Linked DNA regions of Mus musculus: all the other regions are linked to region 1. The links are chromatin contacts, called in public promoter capture Hi-C maps. All regions are on one chromosome and are shown on one strand. The core of a region is the stretch at or near the end of the contact, and the rest is flanking DNA. Distances in the headings are between cores, read along the strand shown.

Evidence for each region. Promoter capture Hi-C pulls out the DNA fragments that hold promoters and counts their contacts.
Region 2: a promoter capture Hi-C map of pre-B cells shows a contact between it and region 1, with 8 times the contacts expected there. The contact joins the promoter of Mre11a here to the promoter of Zfp558 in region 1. A contact is called at or near these places in 2 of 39 promoter capture datasets (cranial neural crest and pre-B cells).
Region 3: a promoter capture Hi-C map of pre-B cells shows a contact between it and region 1, with 9 times the contacts expected there. The contact joins the promoter of Med17 here to the promoter of Zfp558 in region 1. A contact is called at or near these places in 3 of 39 promoter capture datasets (cranial neural crest, frontonasal cranial neural crest and pre-B cells) and 1 of 484 Hi-C or Micro-C datasets (pre-B cells).
Region 4: a contact with region 1 is called in a promoter capture Hi-C map of pre-B cells, with 9 times the contacts expected there. The contact joins the promoter of Cep295 here to the promoter of Zfp558 in region 1. A contact is called at or near these places in 5 of 39 promoter capture datasets (cranial neural crest, frontonasal cranial neural crest, liver and 2 more).

Annotation. Positions count from the first base shown.
Region 1 is chr9:18,472,306-18,474,815 of GRCm38.p6, reverse strand. Zfp558 (zinc finger protein 558) reads left to right here and starts at 1,257. Exons shown (of 8, transcript NM_028935.1): 1 at 1,257-1,462; 2 at 1,822-1,930.
Region 2 is chr9:14,783,399-14,785,908 of GRCm38.p6, reverse strand. It overlaps Mre11a (MRE11A homolog A, double strand break repair nuclease), which reads right to left and starts at 1,255. Exons shown (of 20, transcript NM_018736.3): 1 at 1,152-1,255; 2 at 381-478. The coding sequence starts at 400. It overlaps Ankrd49 (ankyrin repeat domain 49), which reads left to right and starts at 1,336. Exons shown (of 3, transcript NM_019683.4): 1 at 1,336-1,389.
Region 3 is chr9:15,278,648-15,281,157 of GRCm38.p6, reverse strand. Med17 (mediator complex subunit 17) reads left to right here and starts at 1,252. Exons shown (of 12, transcript NM_144933.2): 1 at 1,252-1,608. The coding sequence starts at 1,365.
Region 4 is chr9:15,356,532-15,359,041 of GRCm38.p6, reverse strand. Cep295 (centrosomal protein 295) reads left to right here and starts at 1,254. Exons shown (of 27, transcript NM_176976.4): 1 at 1,254-1,416. The coding sequence starts at 1,299.

The sequences.
Region 1 (2,510 bases), core at 8-2,507:
TTATTTTCGTTGCTACGTCATGACTATAATTTTGCCATTGTTTTGTTTGTTTGTTTGTTTTTGTTTTGTTCTGTTTGTTTGGTTTGGTGGGTTTTTTTTGTTTGTTTGTTTGTTTTGTTTTTTCGAGACAGGGTTTCTCTGTGTAGCCCTGGCTGTCCTGACACTCACTCTGTAGACCAGGCTGGCAGCCAACTCAGAAATCCGCCTTCCTCTGCCTCCCAAGGTGCTGGGATTAAAGGAATGCACCAGCACTGCCCAGATAATTTTGCCATTGTTATAGTAATGTAAATACCTGTTTTCTTACAGTCTTAGGAGATCTCAGTGAAAGTCATTTAACCTCCTACTCCACAAGGGGTCATGACCCACAGGTTAAGAACTGCATACAGTCCTAAGGACAGCATGTGCTTGAAGACATCTTCTGACTAGTAAGACAATCTGAAGTACACCCGTTCCTATTTACTACACCCTGGAGGGACAGGAATCCCCATTCCAAGAACGATTTTGTACTTAGAGGTCACAGGACTCTTGCCTGGCTCTCTCACTGGCAGTCAGAATTCTTCTTACACATTTTCACTTCATAGACGGCATTCTGACATGATCCAAGGAGGGTTACCTCCAGTTCCACCCCTGGGGGTGATCTTTTATATTCCGTAGGACCACAGGACTCACAACATCCCATCCATATTCCTATCCCAGTAACCAGCCTCTCAAATTCCTTGGGACAGTAGCAATCATACTTCATACCATACACTATTCCATATGTCCACCCCTGAAACTAATCTCCACCCCTTGTCAACTCCGTTCACTCATGACTTTATCTCTGCCCACCTGCCCCAGAACTAATCCTCACCCTAGCCACTTCCTCAGAACTTTTTCCCAGCTATTACACAAGCTCCCCCAAGCTTGCGCTTCCAGGTTCTACCATAGTCCGTCCTCTTACAGTTCCCAGGGTCGCCCTGGTCTCTTTAGCTGACCTATCCCAAAATCCAACTATGTACACAGTCACTAAACAAACTGGGAAGAACACGTACAATACGAAGGGGACCACAGACGTGTAATCTGCCCTAAAACCCGGACAAACTTTTGGGCGGAAGTGAACCTCGAGGCGGCGCTCAGGGCCGGAAGTGGAAGCGCGGGGCGGAACTGAAGGAGGAGTCAGCGCAGCGGATGTGGTCGATCTTGGGGTGGGCGTCTTCGGCGGCTGGGAAGGGCGACTCGGTGTGTGTACACGGGTTTTTAGTCGAGTTGAGAAAGAGCGCCAGCCGGGAGCGCCCTCTGCCTAGTGGCCCTGGACTCCTGCTACCTCCCGAAAGCCCCAGGCTGCTTCCGCAGCCAGCGATAAAACCCGAGCTCTTCCAGCTCGCAGCCCTGGGAATGCTTTTTGTTCTCACAGAGGGGGGCGTGGCAGGCGAGCTGAGGGATGGTCAGCCAGCGGGTCCTGTTCTATCTCCTGAGCTGCAAGGTGCGTTCAGGGCGAATTAGCACATGTGCTGAGGGTGGAAATCCTTCCAGCTCTGTGAAGTTCATTCAGCCCCATCACCTTTAGGACCTCTACGTTTACTGCACGTGGAAATCACCAAAAGAGCTCTCTCTAGTCAATACATTGAGCAATTGAATAGACACATCATTCCAGCTTCTGCTGAGTTTGTGCCTGCATAGATATTAGGTAATTCCTTTTACACAGCCAAAACCTGGGCTATTATTACACGTTAACTGTGTAGATACACGTGGCGAGGGGCAATGAAAGGTTTTGTTTTTTTCTGTCACAGTTTGAATGCTTTCCATAAAAGGACTCATCAATCTTTGTGCCTTATTTTCCAGACAAGAAAAACATCATGCAAACTCAAACTTGTGTTGGACCCTCAATGTTGTGTTGAAAACGCCTGAATGTCCACCTGCCCTCATTAATCTATTAATTTCATGTAACCAGGTGAGTACGATGTGGAATATGAAACAATGGGGTTCCACCTGATCCTGCAGTGTAGAACTCCTTTTCTTCTGCTTGTAACAGGTTGTAATTCTAAGATTGCAACCTGTTTAAAATGAGGGTTATCTCAAGAAGCTGTATTAATATTTGATGGGTTATATTCAAGGGATGGATACAAAGGTGTGTGAAAAGTAAATATAGTTAAATGCAAATTACACAAAATAAAAGTAATTAGCCATGAATAAGCATATAAATGCAGAATTTTTTGTATACTTATACCAAAATTTTCAGAATATTATATTAAGTACAAATATATGAAATATTTGTGTCTATTTTTAGTACTTACAAGTCTGAAGTAAATGTTAGAAGTACTCAGTGGCACTCTTCAAGCGCATTCCATGTGACTCCTAAAAACCTGCAAATTGTCATGACGTTTTAGAATACAAAGGCATATATGAAAATGATGTCTTGAGTGTCCTTACATTAGGAGCAGAAATTTTAAAAATTGAGTAGCTACTAGATGTTTATAAGATTGAAAATATTTAGAAGAGTATCAAAGAACAAGGTAGTCTCCTTCCTTCCT
Region 2 (2,510 bases), core at 6-2,505, 3.7 Mb after region 1:
AACCAGAGTGGAAGACACCACTCGTGTTCAAGGATTTTCTTCTGCCACCTGACTTCTATAGTCCTTTTATTTCTTTCCATTTTGTTCAAATTCACTTCAACTAGGGTAACTTACTCTAAAGGACTATTTATAGACTCGAGACTAAGACAAAGCCAGAGAGCATGAGCCTCCCTGCATGGCCATGTAATTACTGCAACACATTCATCTATTGCTCCACCTCATTATTTATTTATTTATTGCTAATAAGCATAAGTATGTGCTTTTAATTATGCATGACAGACGTTTTGGGGGATACTCTATCCATTATTAAATTCTGTTGCTGTTTATATTAAAATATCACTTTTCTCGTAAGGTCATCACAATTAATATGTCAGGCTTACAGTGGATCTGTGGGGCTCATTTTTATAGTAGAGTTCCTCTGTACCAGGTTCCTCTCCAAGTGTTCAGGTATGTCAGAAAAACCACTCGAATCCAAACTCTAAAAATAAATACCAAAATGCACATATTATAAAGGTTGCACATATTTCACTAACATGAGCTCAGTTGCAGGGTAGACTTTTTGAACAAGCGCTAGTGATTTTGAGAAAGTCCTATGTACGTCTTCAACACTTACTATAATTGTTTCATGACCTAAGAACAGAAAGCCACATCCTGAAGTGAAGTCCTAATTGCACTATCACTACTATTTCTCTACTATCTTCTTCATGAGATTGGTGTGTAGTAAACCCCTGGACAGGAAAAATGAAACGTAACTTTCTACGTGCATAATTTAAGCTGCTCCGCGCAGGACTTTGAATCAGAGGCCACCCCATACTCTTAACACTAACATGGGTTTTATGGGGCAGCCCACATTTAAAGACAGAATAAATAACCAACACATGGTCTAAGTGGAACACCTCGCATCCCCAGCTCGGCGAAGGCGGCGCTGCCACTACAGGAGACCTCCCACCCGCGGGACTCCGAGGCGGACTCCGAGGCGGAACGCAGAGCCCGCATCCCTCCATGCCCACCCGGCCCGTCTTCCCTAACGGCCCCACGCACTCGGGGCTTCCGTTCGCCCCGGACCCGCACGCTACAAGACCGTAGCAAAGCCTAAGTTACCCAACATGGACTTGTCAGAGTCGACCAGGGAGGCCACAAGCCATCTCTACCTCAGGAAAAGGGGGCGGGAGTCTCCAGAACCACAAGAAAACCGCTCCCAGAAACCTGAATTAGGCGCGGGAGAGCGGCATCCGTACTTCTCGCGAGATCCATTGATGACGTGACATCACAGAATGTCTAGATTCTCATTGGCTACAGAATGGCTCCGTCACCTCACAGGAGCCAATCCTGAGCAGCGAAGGGGCGAACCCGGAAAGGAAGTTCTCGGTGAGGTTCTCTCTGTGAAAGGTGAGGCGCGTGTCCGGAGCGGTGGGGCGGGCGGCTGTGGGCGGCCGGCCACCTCGCAGGTAGCATCGTGGCAGAGTCTTCGCTTTGCGATTCGGAAGGCCTCGCCTGCTAGACCAAAGACCTTTCTTCCCTGCTTCCCCTGACGATCGCCCCAGAAGCCTCGGTTTTGTGTTTTCAGAGAACCTTGAAGAAAGTGCAGTAGAAATGATTTGGAGCCTTGAGTTAGAGCAGACCCCCTCAGGACCTCAGAAGGGCCCGTGTACCGCAGCGACAGTGATCTGTCAGTACCCGAGCGCAGGCCTCTGAAATGGGGGGCTCCACCCAATGAGATGAGAACTGGAACAGTTGCTATCTCTCTCAAAATGGAGGGTTCCCTTTAAATTAGGAAATGCATCCTATTCCTCCATAATAGTATGCATCGAGCTTTATACCCAGAGTCGAGATACATTTGGGTTTGATTTTTTAATTAAGCATACCAAGACAATAAGTTAAGAATTAATATGAAGGAGTTTTCAGGTGTGGGAAGGGGGGCTGCGATCTGTGCCATATTTTGGTTAGTGACATCTGTTAAGCGCTTAATGAATTGGTGTATAGTAGCTTTTTAAAAAATGAGTTTGAAGTGAAAGGAAATATTGAAAATGTTAAGAAAATAGTTCTGATAGTTCTTTTAAAAAAGAAAAAAGAAAAACACAATGCTGCCAAAACCTTAACAAATCCCTTAATGGAGTTTATAGGCCCTAAGAAGTCATTGGTCATGATTCTGATACTCTTGTCACTAGTGATGAAGCTTAATTGGACAATGGAATATTAAACTTGAAATTAAGTAGAACAAATCTATGAGGAGTGTGTATAACTAAGTTCCTCTTAGAGGCCATTCAGAGCAAGATTAAATGATAGGTCTTAAGTTTAATGATACAAATAGTTCTTAATGCAGGTTACATACAAATGGCATAATAATCTGTGTTAAAGATGGCCTATCCTTAAAAGCTTAATAGCAAAACAATATAAGACATAGCACCTGAAATAATAAACATTAGATTCTAATTGGGTCAACAGAAAGAAGTGGTAACACTAACAATAGCAACAAAAAACTGCCAAATTCAACAAATATGGTTAAAAGA
Region 3 (2,510 bases), core at 3-2,502, 3.2 Mb after region 1:
CAAGATTAGACTCAAAGTGGTATCAAAGGCCAGCCTAGTCTACAGAGTGAGTTCCAAGACAGCCAGGGCTACACAGAGAAACTCTTAAAACAAACAAACAGAAAACGAAATGGCTGGACAGAAGTATAGGGGTTAGTACCTATCAAGCTGTGGGGCACTGTTGCCAACCAGCTAATGTTCCTTGCTTTTTCTGGTGCAGCCTGCAGGCTGAAAGTAAGAAAGGCCACTCAGTGAAAGACATTGCTGGACATGACATCCTAACACCATGAGGAAAGGAGAGTGCCTCTTGGTGGACCACCTGAGGAGTAGCCTGCTCATACAACCCAAGACGGGGTATTTGGGCCAATCACAGCCATTTGTTTGGCTAAACACCGGTGTCTTTTGTTTATATGTGTACATGTCTGTGAATGTGTGAGTGTATGCGTGTAAGGGTGGCTGCATGTCTGGAGAGATAGCATAGTCCTCCATTTATCATTAAGCCACCAGTCACAGGTCTGCACAAAGCCCTGGCCCAAGCTGTGCTTACTGGGCCAGGACAATCAGTTGCAATCTTTCGTGTAGGCATATCTGAGTGTTCTTGGAGTGTTTAAGACAGCTGGTGCAGTTTGGATGGTAGTCCTGCTAGCTGTTTGACTCGGTCTTCTTTGCTGGAGGCAGCTCCATCAACAGAGAGACTCAAACAGCTGCGAATTATAGTTAACTACCGTCGACAGTCTTTGTGAGTGCTTACATAAATGTAAAGCCCTTACGTACGTCTTCATCGTTAACTTCACGAATGTAAAGTCACCTAGGGGAAACACCTCTGGGAGTATGTTCCCAGAGAGGTTTAACTAGGAAGTGAAAACCTACCCGGAAAGTGAGTGGACTCATCCCACGGACGGGCTCCCAGACCGAATCAGCGGGAGTGCTGGTGTGTGTGCTGCGTGTCTCAAAAATCAAATAACTAACCAACTAACAAAAAAGCTGCGTGTCTCAATAACTAATCAACAAATTAATCAGGCCAGCAAGAAAGCTATTTCAAAAACCAAGCAACCAATTAAACAAACAAACAAACAAACAAACAAACTACAACGCCCAGCGTATCTACATAAACCCAGCCCACTCCACTTGCACTGCAGCGGCTGAGCCCGGTCAGCCGGAAGTTCCTGGCTCTCACGTGCAACCTACAGGAAATGTCCGGGCAGCTGGCCCTTCGCGCATGCTCATAGTGTTCCGCGAGACGCTGCGCGGAGGATTGTGGGGCAGCAGTGGGTAGTTTGCTTCCTCCCGGCCGCCGCGTCGGGCTTGCGGGAAGCTTGTTCCAGCCTTCCGTGTCGGTGCTGTACTCTGAGTCTCCGGCGAGTCGCCCTCAGGCCGCCGCCAGCATGTCGGGCGTGCGAGCCGTGCGCATCAGCATCGAGTCGGCCTGCGAGAAGCAGGTGCAGGAGGTGGGCCTTGATGGCACCGAGACGTACCTGCAGCCGCTGTCCATGTCGCAGAACCTGGCGCGCCTGGCACAGCGCATCGACTTCAGCCAGGGCTCTGGCTCTGAGGAGGAGGAGGCGGCAGGGCCTGACGGCGATGCGCCGGACTGGGGGGGCGCGGGAGCCGACCAGGACGACGAGGAGGGTGAGGCTTCGCCCTCGTTGCTGGTTCTATCCCAGGGTCTCCCCTAGGGTAAACTGTGTTTTGTGGTGGGTGGCCTTGAGAAGTATTGACAGCAGTGGGAAGGCCGACCCGGTCGGGACTCGGGGTCCTGTTCAGGCCAGGAGAAGAGGCATTCGCTTTTTTTTTTTTTTTTTTTTTTTTTTTTAATAAAGAACAGCTGAAAGCTTTTGGGGGTGATTTTAGGTGGAAACAGGTGATACTTAAAATGACCACTGAAACTTTGAGGTGAATGAATTACAAGAAAACAAAACTGAAGAGGGGGAGTTTGGAGAAGCAACCAGACTAGACTTTGGATTCTCCTTATTATCAAAAAAAACCAAAATTTGAAACCACAGTTTTCGATTTAGTGATGTGACAGAATCGGTTTAAGTGAGGATGTTCGTGTTTAGTGTGGTAATTCGCCAGGCAGAGGCAGTCAGATTAATGAAAAACATGAGCAAATAGACACCATCTCAATAAATAAAGAAAAATTTAAATGTAGTTTTCATAAATTTGACAGAAAGTTAAAACACCTGGGACTGAAGAGATGGCCCAGCAGTTAAGAGTACTGATTGCTCTTCCAGAGGTCCTGAGTTGAATTTCCAGCAACCACATGGTGGTTCACAACCATCTGTAATGGAATCCGATGCCCCCTTCTTTCTGGTGTGTCTGAAGACAGCGTCATTGTACTTACATCCATTAAATAAATAAATAAATCTTTTTTTTTTTTTTTTTTTTTAAATCTTAAACAAGCCCAACATTGTCATTATCCAGTGTTGGAAAGGCATGCCAGCTCAGTAGTTTTAAATGCAAAATTCTAAATGTGTATCACATTTGATCCATGAAATCCCCCACCCACAGAAAGAACTATAGAGCACAGGTAT
Region 4 (2,510 bases), core at 5-2,504, 3.1 Mb after region 1:
AGAGCTGTCCAGTCATCAGGTCAGCAAATGACAGAGGGGTGTCAGGCAACTGAACCAAAAGTGCTTGCTACACCTCTTCTTCCAGACTTGCGACCAAGTGAACATGCCTCTGCTGGGAATGGTGCATGAGTTTAATGCAGATGGATCTCCTTATGGCAAGGCCTGAGGAGTTGGGTCCCCACATGGCAAAGACCTATGGGATATTGGAACAGAATCTCCTGGCCTTTCCCCAAGGAATGCTTGGTTCGCTTTTGCCTTGCATTTGTGTGTTTGACTTTGTTATTGGAAGTATTTGCTTTTACTTTGTTTGTGACAGATGTTTCTCTAGAATCAGAAAGTTTGGACTGTGATTCATTCCTATTTGTCTCTGAGGCCATGAAAGTGGAATAGACCACTACTCCTGTGTTTGTTAATAATGATGCGGTTGGTCAACAAGAGGGCCTAGTCTGTGTACACCAGCTAACATCCAGATGTTCTCTCCTTATGGTTACTTAGTTCCAACAATTTGCCCTACAGTGCTGTTCCAAACAATAGTTACATGGGTATTAAAAGCTTAAGAAGGTCTTTCTGGATTGTTGGTTCCAAGACTTAACAGGAATATTCAGAGGTTACACCAAGCAAGGATGAGCAACTGACTCGGTTTACTAATTTGCCCTGGGCACTAGAGGAATGAGATTTCCTAAGGGGACAGGCTAGGTGTCAATAATTAAATCAGAATTTCTCGGGTATGTAGTTTATCGCCTCTCTGTACTGTATCCTCAATTGGTTATGTATCAATGTGCTGGGTTAGATATTAGCCACGTGCTCAATCTATATTTCATCTTTCTTGATACTGTTCATGGGTTAGCAGGAAACCGTGGCGACTGAGAAGGAAGTACAGTGTGCACTTGGTTGAACATAGGAAGTTCTTAAAAGAGACGTGGAAAACTAGATGTATAAATAAAGGTAGTCTGAGTTGTCTCGGTGTCAGAGTATAGTATGTGAACTGCACTTCCTGGTCCAAGTCTTCCGCCGATTCCACACATCCTCCTTCATGTTCTGAACCCGACCCAGGATTGACTGCCGGCGACAAAACACCACAGAGCAAGTGGGACAAGACCCTGACAGTTGAGAGGGATAATGGCCCGTTGCGCAAGCTGCGCGTGCGTGCGTGCGTGCGTGCACGTGGGCGGGGCTGCGCGTGCGCCGAGCTGGAGGTGGGCGGGGGCTTGGCACGGCGCGGCCTTCCGGGCGGCCCCTGCGGAGGCGGTCCTAAGCTGGTTCCCGCCGTCCGATCCCGCCATTGGCGGGCCGTTTGAATGACGGAAGTGACGAGAGCCGGGTCATGGCTGTCCCGCAGGTACCCAAACGGCTGCTGGGTAGCCGGCCGGGTGCGGGTGCCTGTGTGTCGTGAGGCCAGACCACACACGCTGTCAGGTGAGTGACGGAGGCCCGCCAGGGTTCTTCTGGCTGGCCGCGAGCAGGCTGGCGAACCTTCCGGCCCTTTAAACCGCCCCGAGGCCGGCCCTACAGAGAGCTCGGCCTTTCTGAGGCATCCGCCACCCGTAGCTCTTCTGGTACTCTTCCTACACTCAAGCTATGAAAAAAATGGCAGTCTCATTCGAGAGTGTTAGTTCACCCTGTAATCCCAGCACATGCAAGGCAGTGCTGAGGCAGGAGAAATGCCTCGTGTTCAAGACCAGCCTAGGCAATAAACCCTACAGCAGCGAATGGTTGTCGTCAGTCTTACATTAGAATGTGTTCGGCGGTTGGGTAGTAATTAAGCCACACGTACATATAGTACAGCCACGTGTGGTGGCTATTACCCCCTTACACGGAATAAAGTTAACAAGGCCCAAGGGATTTGAAACTTGGCTTCTGCCTTTTGCTAATGAATGGCTCTTGCATCCACATCTATTAATTTTTTGGTTACTGTGTGTCAGATACTGCCTAATCCTTAGAAGGAAATCTATCAAGATAAGCCCTACTGTGTCCATCATTATTGGACACTTAAAACACAGAACTTGAAGAGTCCACATGGGTAGAAATGACTAGTGAACAAGCCAGGTAACAGGATTCTACTTAATAGATGCAGGAGGAATACTTGTCTCCTATGGAGGACAACTTAAAATGTTCCTCTCTTGGAGCCTCAACCATCCTCAGGAGTATTTTCTTAAGAATTCAGTGGAGTGTATTGGAAAAGGCTTTTTTTGTTTTGTTTTGTTTTCCGAGACAGGGTTTCTCTGTGTAGCCCTGGCTGTCCTGGAACTCACTCTGTAGACCAGGCTGGCCTCAAACTCAGAAATCCACCTGCCTCTGCCTCCCGAGTGCGGAAAAGGTTTTCAATTCAAGCAATTACTACTGTTTGACATTTGTTCTTCGATGAAGTCATGACTGGGTCTGCCATGTAGTACTGTATATGGATTAGTCACTTTCTCGTTCAGTCCACGCTGAATTATTTATAAGATGCAAGACAGTTTTTTAGACAAAAGAGATGAGGTGATGAATAAGATCATACTTGTCCTGACCAC